2 separate regions of the Siniperca chuatsi genome follow, and region 2 is linked to region 1. A link is a contact called in public Hi-C data. All regions are on one chromosome and are shown on one strand. The core of a region is the stretch at or near the end of the contact, and the rest is flanking DNA. Distances in the headings are between cores, read along the strand shown. Region 1 holds the start of zgc:113054. Region 2 holds the start of foxp1b (forkhead box protein P1-B).

Evidence for each region. Hi-C and Micro-C count contacts between places; a contact is called where the count stands out from the background.
Region 2: a contact with region 1 is called in a Hi-C map of an unstated tissue, with 7 times the contacts expected there. The contact joins the promoter of foxp1b here to the promoter of zgc:113054 in region 1. A contact is called at or near these places in 2 of 3 Hi-C or Micro-C datasets (skeletal muscle and an unstated tissue).

The regions. Positions count from the first base shown.
Region 1 is chrLG2:27,554,976-27,558,807 of ASM2008510v1, forward strand. zgc:113054 reads left to right here and starts at 1,837. Exons shown (of 11, transcript XM_044174148.1): 1 at 1,837-2,115; 2 at 2,775-2,964; 3 at 3,062-3,153; 4 at 3,236-3,468; 5 at 3,735-3,832. The coding sequence starts at 2,100.
Region 2 is chrLG2:27,797,837-27,801,668 of ASM2008510v1, forward strand. It overlaps foxp1b (forkhead box protein P1-B), which reads right to left and starts at 1,826. Exons shown (of 19, transcript XM_044181774.1): 1 at 1,470-1,826.

The DNA of each region.
Region 1 (3,832 bases), core at 587-3,086:
TTGACTACTCAATAATATTCAGACATGCATGAATCAGTTTTCAGAATCATAGTACAAAGGTGTAAACTCAATCTGATTCCATATGTCTCTTTGTAATCCTTGAATATTATATATATAATACTAAATTTAACATGAATATAACCTCTTAGATATCAAGGTATGGTGAGCGTAAAGAAGGTATAATACAACTGTTATAACCTTGGGGGGGCTAGAAATCACTTTAAATCAAACCGTTTTAGCTGGACACAGCTGGTGCACTAGTGCTTGGTGCCAGCATACAGCGTGGCCTTCAATCGAATGTTGCATAAAAATACAGATAAAAAGAGAACCCAGACATAAAAACAGCTCTCTTTGACCTGGTATGATGAGATTGGTAAGGAGAACAAGGCCACCATATAATGCCAGTGTCTCTCCCCACCTCCCCTCTCAGAAATGTTCTCGAATATCCTATTTCTCCTGGCTAAAGCTGCACTAATCAATATTTATTAATAGATAAAATGTGTGTAATGTCAAAGGTGTCGCTCATAGCGACAAACCCACAGAGGTTGATCACCCGACTGCTGTCCCGATCAGCTCTGCGGAGCATTTTAGTCCATTTTGGATCATTGTTTTGGTTTTTTTGTCCCACTGTTTTAAACGAAAAAGCTGACTGTAAGCTACATGCCCTGCACCAAACAGCAGAAAGGCAAAGTTGGCAGCTGGTGAACATTTAGCAACTTAAGCCAAAACAGAAGACAAAAGCAGAGAGAACACTGAACTTTCATTTGTCATACAGAAACACAACTCCACATGAAAGCTAATGTTGCTCATGTATACTGGATGTGCAAATAAGCAAGTGTTTGCTAACATGCGTGCCATAACTTTTTATGGTGACAAAATGTCAATGTAGTGTTTACAGCTTGTTCCGCAGCCTCCAATTGGCCAATTAATAAATAAATAATTCGGCTTTAGGCTACATGCTACAAATTGAACAGTTAGCTGCTCTTGAGAGACAAAACTGTATGAGGCCAATATTTAGCAATTAAGCCTAAGTGTTTTTCCACATAATATTAAGTAAGTCAAAGATTTTCCTCGCATTTAGCAGACATTAGCAGGAAATCACAGGTGTGGTTAATTAAATGAATGATGGCTCCGTTCCATTAGATGTCCCAGTAAACCATGCCAGTGAGCGAGCATGCACAATGCAGTGCCCTGAAACTGGCCCACCTTGAACGGAAAGCAGCCATTCATAAATCAGAATCAGAATCAGAATCAGAAATACTTTATTGATCCCTGTAGGGAAACTCTTTGTTACAGTAGCTCGCCTTTACGTCAGTGCACACAGGAGAAAGTACTAGCAAACAATATGATACACTATAAAACACTATAAAAACAGGTCAGAAAATAAATTAAGTATCAGGTCGGTATAAGTATAAGATAAACTAAGTGTCAAGTACCAAGTGGGTTTACCGGTTGATGATGATAGTACAGTATAATAATACAATGTAACAAAATAAGTAATAAGTAGAGGGTGATATGTGAGTTTTGGTGCTTTTACAATTCATTTTTATGGTGATATTATGAAAAGACAGACATATGCACTTTTTTTATACTAACAATAAAAGAGTAAGTGTTTGCTTAAATGTTAAATGTCTTAGTTTTAAACACAGCTATGTAGCCTGTGATATTTTCTCTCTTTTTTTAAATGGTTGCTTATTTTGGGACCAGTCTAATCTAACCACTCATTTCAGGCACAAACCAACTGGTCAGTCACGTGGCTCTAATAAAATCAACCCCCCCCCAAAAAAAAAAAATGTTTTTTGATGCTCCCTGAACAGCTTCAGGCTGTGGTTGAACCCGGAGACCCTGTTTGATAATACGCCTGTGGTCCACGTGAGCACTTTCCCCCCCTGCGGGTTAACCCTTATGTTCTGACGCTCTCCAAAAGGTGAGCACGTGTCACGTGTTGGATAATGAACGTTGTGCAAGCTATCGGCAACTCCCCTTGCTCAACAACTTGCATAGCTGCAGTGATATAACATAAACTGTACCACCACAGCGGCAGGTAGCCCCACTGTGGCTAACAGCTACCGACGTCGTCACGCCCATAAACGTTCGCCATGCCAGCCGAAAAAGGTAAGACAGATCGTTGCTTAATTTTTTTTTTTTTTTTTAAACGTTGTGGCGGGGGTCTAAGTACATATCGTAAGGGCTAAACACGTATCAAAACTTTTAGGGACCAAACTCCACTGGAGTCCCGTGCATATCTGCACCTCGTTTATCAGATCAAAGTTGTGGATGTCGCGGTCTTAAGCAGACGTTTTTACGCTGAAAATACACTAATGTAAGAAGTACATATCTATCGGTCTGAAGTCGAGTGGCGTTCATATGAGCACGCTGTTAAGAAACGTACCCTTTTTAGTCGCTTTTGGAATAATTTAGAGGTAATTTAGAGGTAACATTCAACAACAATCGATTAATATTTTATGTCAAAAGTTACTTCGTTGTAGCTTATCAACTGTATGGTTCTGCTTCTTTTCTTTGCCTGGTGGTATAAATGGACAGTTTTGTCGGATAAAGCAAGCAATTTGAAGCCGTCACGTTTGGTCTTTAGGAAACTGCATTTTTCACAATTTTCTGACTTTCTTTTTTTTTTATAGACCAAACAATTCATCGAATAATTAAGAAAATCAGATCACTGGATAATGAACATAATGTAGAGTTGCAGCCCTACATCATATTGCCTGGAATAGTTGGTTACTAAAGTATCATTGCATGTTGTTATTCCCCCCCAGTTCCTGACACCCCAGTGGAAGTCCTTGTGGATCTCCTAACAAAAGCCAAGGAGATAGCTGCAGCAAGTGGTAATGTGCCAGAAGACTTGACAAGTCACTTGCAGAAGGCTCTGGCCATAGCCAGCGGCCTGGATGACTACCTGGAGAAAATGACCACACAGGAAAGTGAACCTCTGGCAGAGCTTTATAAGTATGCCTTGACTTCCTACACATGATCAGCTATAGCCCAAAAATACTTACTGTGTGAGGTGAATTTATTAATAGTTTCATTCATACTTTAATTGTAGAAAAACGATTTCCCATGACTGGGATCAAGTACACAAGGAGGGCAAAACCATGTTCCGGCTTCCTAAGGAGTGCATCACTGGACATGTTGAAGGTTGGACATTTACATGTGTACTGCTCTTTGCCATTATATTCACTGGTTTACCATAATGTGATAACTGGTGTATGTCTGGCAGGCCAGGCCCTGAAGATGCTGATCCACATGAGTCAAGCTAAGAGGGTCCTAGAGATTGGGATGTTCACTGGCTACGGTGCACTGTCCATGGCTGAAGGGCTTCCTGAGGATGGCTGCTTAATTGCCTGCGAGTTAGAGCCATACCTCAAAGACTTTGCACAGCCCATTTTTGACAAGTCTCCACATGGCAAGAAGATTACTGTCAAGACTGGATCCGCCATGGACACCCTGAAGGTGACAGAAAAAAAAAAACCCTGTCAGTATTGAAGGACTGTCAGAGAAGATTTGATCATGTTTTAAAGATCCTTCTAGGAGATTAAGTGGGCAATTTTGCAAACTAATAATACATTTATGCATATTTTGTAGTTACTGTGTGTTCTGTCAGGTGCTTCATATAATCAGAGCAGGCAAAGGTTAAGACTGACTCTTCTTTTTTTGGTGTTTAATAAGTTAAGCTGTGGGGCACATGGCTAGTATTCTAATAACTCTGTCCCTTACAGGTATTGGCTGCTGCAGGTGAGCAGTTTGACATGGTCTTCATCGATGCAGACAAGAATAATTACATCAACTACTACAACTTTATTCTGGACAACAATCT
Region 2 (3,832 bases), core at 576-3,075, 240 kb after region 1:
CAACTGTTATAAAATGTTAATCAAAACAGAAAATAGATCTAAAATATGTTGAATATGTTTACTTGATTGCTTTGTTTTGAAGGTATTTCTACATGGCAAAACATTTCTTTCTCAAATACATTCCTTTGGACAGTGCATTAGGATAACATAACGTTGATCCAGAAACTATTCACTGCACTTACACACTATAGCAACAACAGGTAATTGTTGATTGTTAATTTAACAAAAATGGGAACTCTTTTTTTTCTCACATGCCATAATTAAGTGCTCTGAAACTTCAGCCTATTTGCAGTTAAGAAAACGGCTAACTGTAACCCACAGCATATATGACTCAATAAAACCACTTAGTTCAAACTTTGAGCAATACAGTTAAATAAGGCATAACGTCAAAAACGTTTGATGTTGAGGTGTGACTGTAAGTTGTCACCGCAATAATTAAAAACGAATTCACTAAATCCTTTGTGTTAATAAGAAGTTAACTATGAGGTGAATATCCGCTTTAGATATATTGTGTACAGCCTCATCGCTGGGCAGACAAGCCACACCAAAACAACAGCCTTCAATAACGTCGGTGATGCCAAATAAAAGTCGGCCTGCTTATTAGCTAAAGCTGTAGGCTGTTCCAATTATAATAACTATACGTTAGTTTAGGGCAGTTGTAATGTCTTCCTCCGGTTTTTCGGAGTTTGGAGCACAGCTAGCACGTGGGGAAAAGCTCCTTCCCTGGTCTTACTCCAAAGAAATCACGGCACTCTTTAACTTCCCTTTCACCGTGTGAAGATAAAAACTTTTACGGCTCTATCCTTAACAGGTAGCGTTATAATTACGGACTGTTAACGGCTATCGCTTACCAGCACTTTATGCCAAACTAAGGTTATAAAGATGCCGGGGTCTCATGAGTAGCCTCAACTAAGTTAGAAACCCAACTTTCCAAAAAAAAAAAAAAAGTAGAGGATACAACACTCGTAGTTACAAAAAGCACTCTTATAACAGCTGCTCGTTACATAGACATTAAACAGCGCTACCAATCAGCCTACGTGAAAATAATACAGGTGTTTGTTTACTTGTTTATTTCACTAATTGTAACAATTCTAGGAAACAGCAGGAAAATAAAACGAAGACAAACTCCGTGTGTGTTGAGTGCAGCAGCAACAGCAGCAGGTATGTAGATACGATAGGCTACAACAAGGCTAATGTTAACATTATGATAATAGTGAAACTTACCAGAATGGAAACGCTTTACAGCAGCTAACAGGCGCACGCGGAGGGTACCGATTTGCTAGTAGGCTATGAGATAACGAACCAGTCAGTGCACGCGAGCTTGTGTACTGAGAACGCGTGCGACAACAAATCACACTGTAAACACCAACAATATTACTCCGCCCGCCTTGGTGTTGGTGGCGAGGTGGTGGTGGAGGTGGGGGGACTAACTAACTAACTTAACTACAAGGAGAAAGACACAATCTTACCGAGGGCGTCGAAAAAAAAGCGAAATGTGGAGTTTCACACTCGCTCCCTTCCAGTCCGCCTCGTAGGGAAAGGCACGAGCTCCTTTCTTAATGTTGTTATTAGATTTTAACACGCCGAGAAAAGAAGGAGAAAAAAAGGAAGAATCGCGGATTTGGATGTTGTTGTTTTGATGTTCCAAGTCCGTGACGTCATATCCACCTGCTGGGGTAAATAACGTTCATTGCTTCGCAGATCCTTCATAGAAACATCATAGTCACAAGTACAATTCAGTAGCACTTAGTAGCACTTAGTAGGTCCTTTCTATGGGGAAATGTAATGATATGCATTAGTTTTAGCTGAAAGTGTGACAGGAGAGAGGGGGCTGTCAGAAAAGCTAAAATGTCTAAGCTGACTAATTACAACTGAGGCAGAATGAACTTCTATTATTTCAGAAAATTCTCCTGTCTTTTTTTTTTTTTTTTTTTGATCAGTGGTTCATCATAATTGTTCCAAAGCTTCACTGCAAAAAAAAGAAAAAAGAAATGCTTTGACATAATCATCAACGATGTTTTAATTTCAACTGTGAGGAGTTTTAACTATTGAAGGGGGGTGGTGTTATGGTTTTGAAAGTGACAGTGTAGGCTAGATAACCAGAGTGCAGGTTCGTGCAGTTTGCTGTGGTTATATTTGCTGTGGGCCAATTCTTCATAATATTTTGAAGGGGACATGACTGCATCGAAATTTCAACAAAGTTATTAAGAATCTCTGCTTGGCATATTTTTTTTTGTGGTTGAAAAGGTTTTGCTCACCCGCTAAACAGTTTTCCCTTAACATGACTGTCACAAGAAGTGCAAAAACATTATGGCAGTAATTAAAATCTGTCACTTGCCCCCTGAAGACGAGAATTATCATGGGCCAGTTCAACAGTCCAGTTAACACTCATTGTAAAGCAACATTAATTTAACCTCAAGAGAAAATATTATAAGTCATTTTTTTGTCCTTGATCAAGGTCTGAGAAGCACAGCTCATTTCGCTGTGGACAACATTACATTTATCATGGCTGCATCTGGCAGGAATGCTGCTGATGAACCCTCTTCAGAAAGTCTGTTTCTTAGTAGAGAGCGCCACCCTCTGACCATGCCCCGTCACAGGAAAAACTACTCTAATATTTTCACAGAAAAACCACTTAATCTGTGGTATGTGAGTTTATGAGGATTTTACTTAATCTTTCAACGTACGCCTATTATACGCTATGTTTTCTACACATTGTACTGTGTTGCAGCTACTGTAACTGCTACAGTTACTGGCGGCAAACACAAATAATTATGGTAATCACAAATCACAAGTCACTGTGTTGTGGTCTATTACAACATGTTTGCTCTGCATGCAGCAGCGCACTGTTTTGCTGTCAAGCTCATGTCCTCTGAGCTAGCACTGTCATACTCACGCTCCTGTTCTGCTTCTACTGGTGATTGATCACTGGGCACAGAAATATAATCTTCATCAGGCCACGTCTTCATTTTCAATATTAAACAAAGTTCTGCTCTGCCGTGAACTGGACACACCAGCAACAACTGTACCGACTGTGACTGTAAACTAAGATAAACAAACGTCTTCATGTTTTTGTCTGCGTTAATTCATAGTAACAGTGACACAAAATGAGGCCAAATAGGAAAACACGACATTACAACAACACTATTTCCTGTTACCTGCATACCATGAAAAAAAAAAACCCCACTCACATACCTGGGGTCTCTAAAGAGTGTATAATATTTGGGGAGAAAGACATTTGGAAAGACAACAATTTACACCAATTATGTAACAAGTAGTTTCATCATGTACAGACATTAATCATACAGTAAGAGTTGTATCAAAGCCATTTAAAATGTATTTCTGTAGTTTTATTTTTCCTTTTTCTGAATGCATATTCTTGATCCCACAACTCAAAGTCGTCAAGCATAAAAAAATGCCATATTCTCTATGTAAAGATGCATTGTAATGAAAGATGAAAGATTTGACCTTTTGACAGCACTACTAAAATATTCTTATCTGGCCTTTGAACATGTCTGTTTTGCTCAGTGGTGAATTTATGATGACATTCTTATACTTAATGTAATTTTATCTCTTATGGTATTCTACATTATTCCCATTATATTCCTAACAGGATTTTCAGTTTTGCTATGATTTGTATAATAGAGCCAATCCTACAGGCTTTCATAGGATTACTGCAGGGGTTTTTTTTTTTTTTTTTTTTTTTTTTCAAAAGGTTGTAAACATGATTGTCTTATGTAATTAATGAGAACAATTCAAATGTTTGTACAGTGTTATGAAGACAATCTAACACATGATCTAAGCTTTCTAATTCTTCAGTGGCTTGATCTGC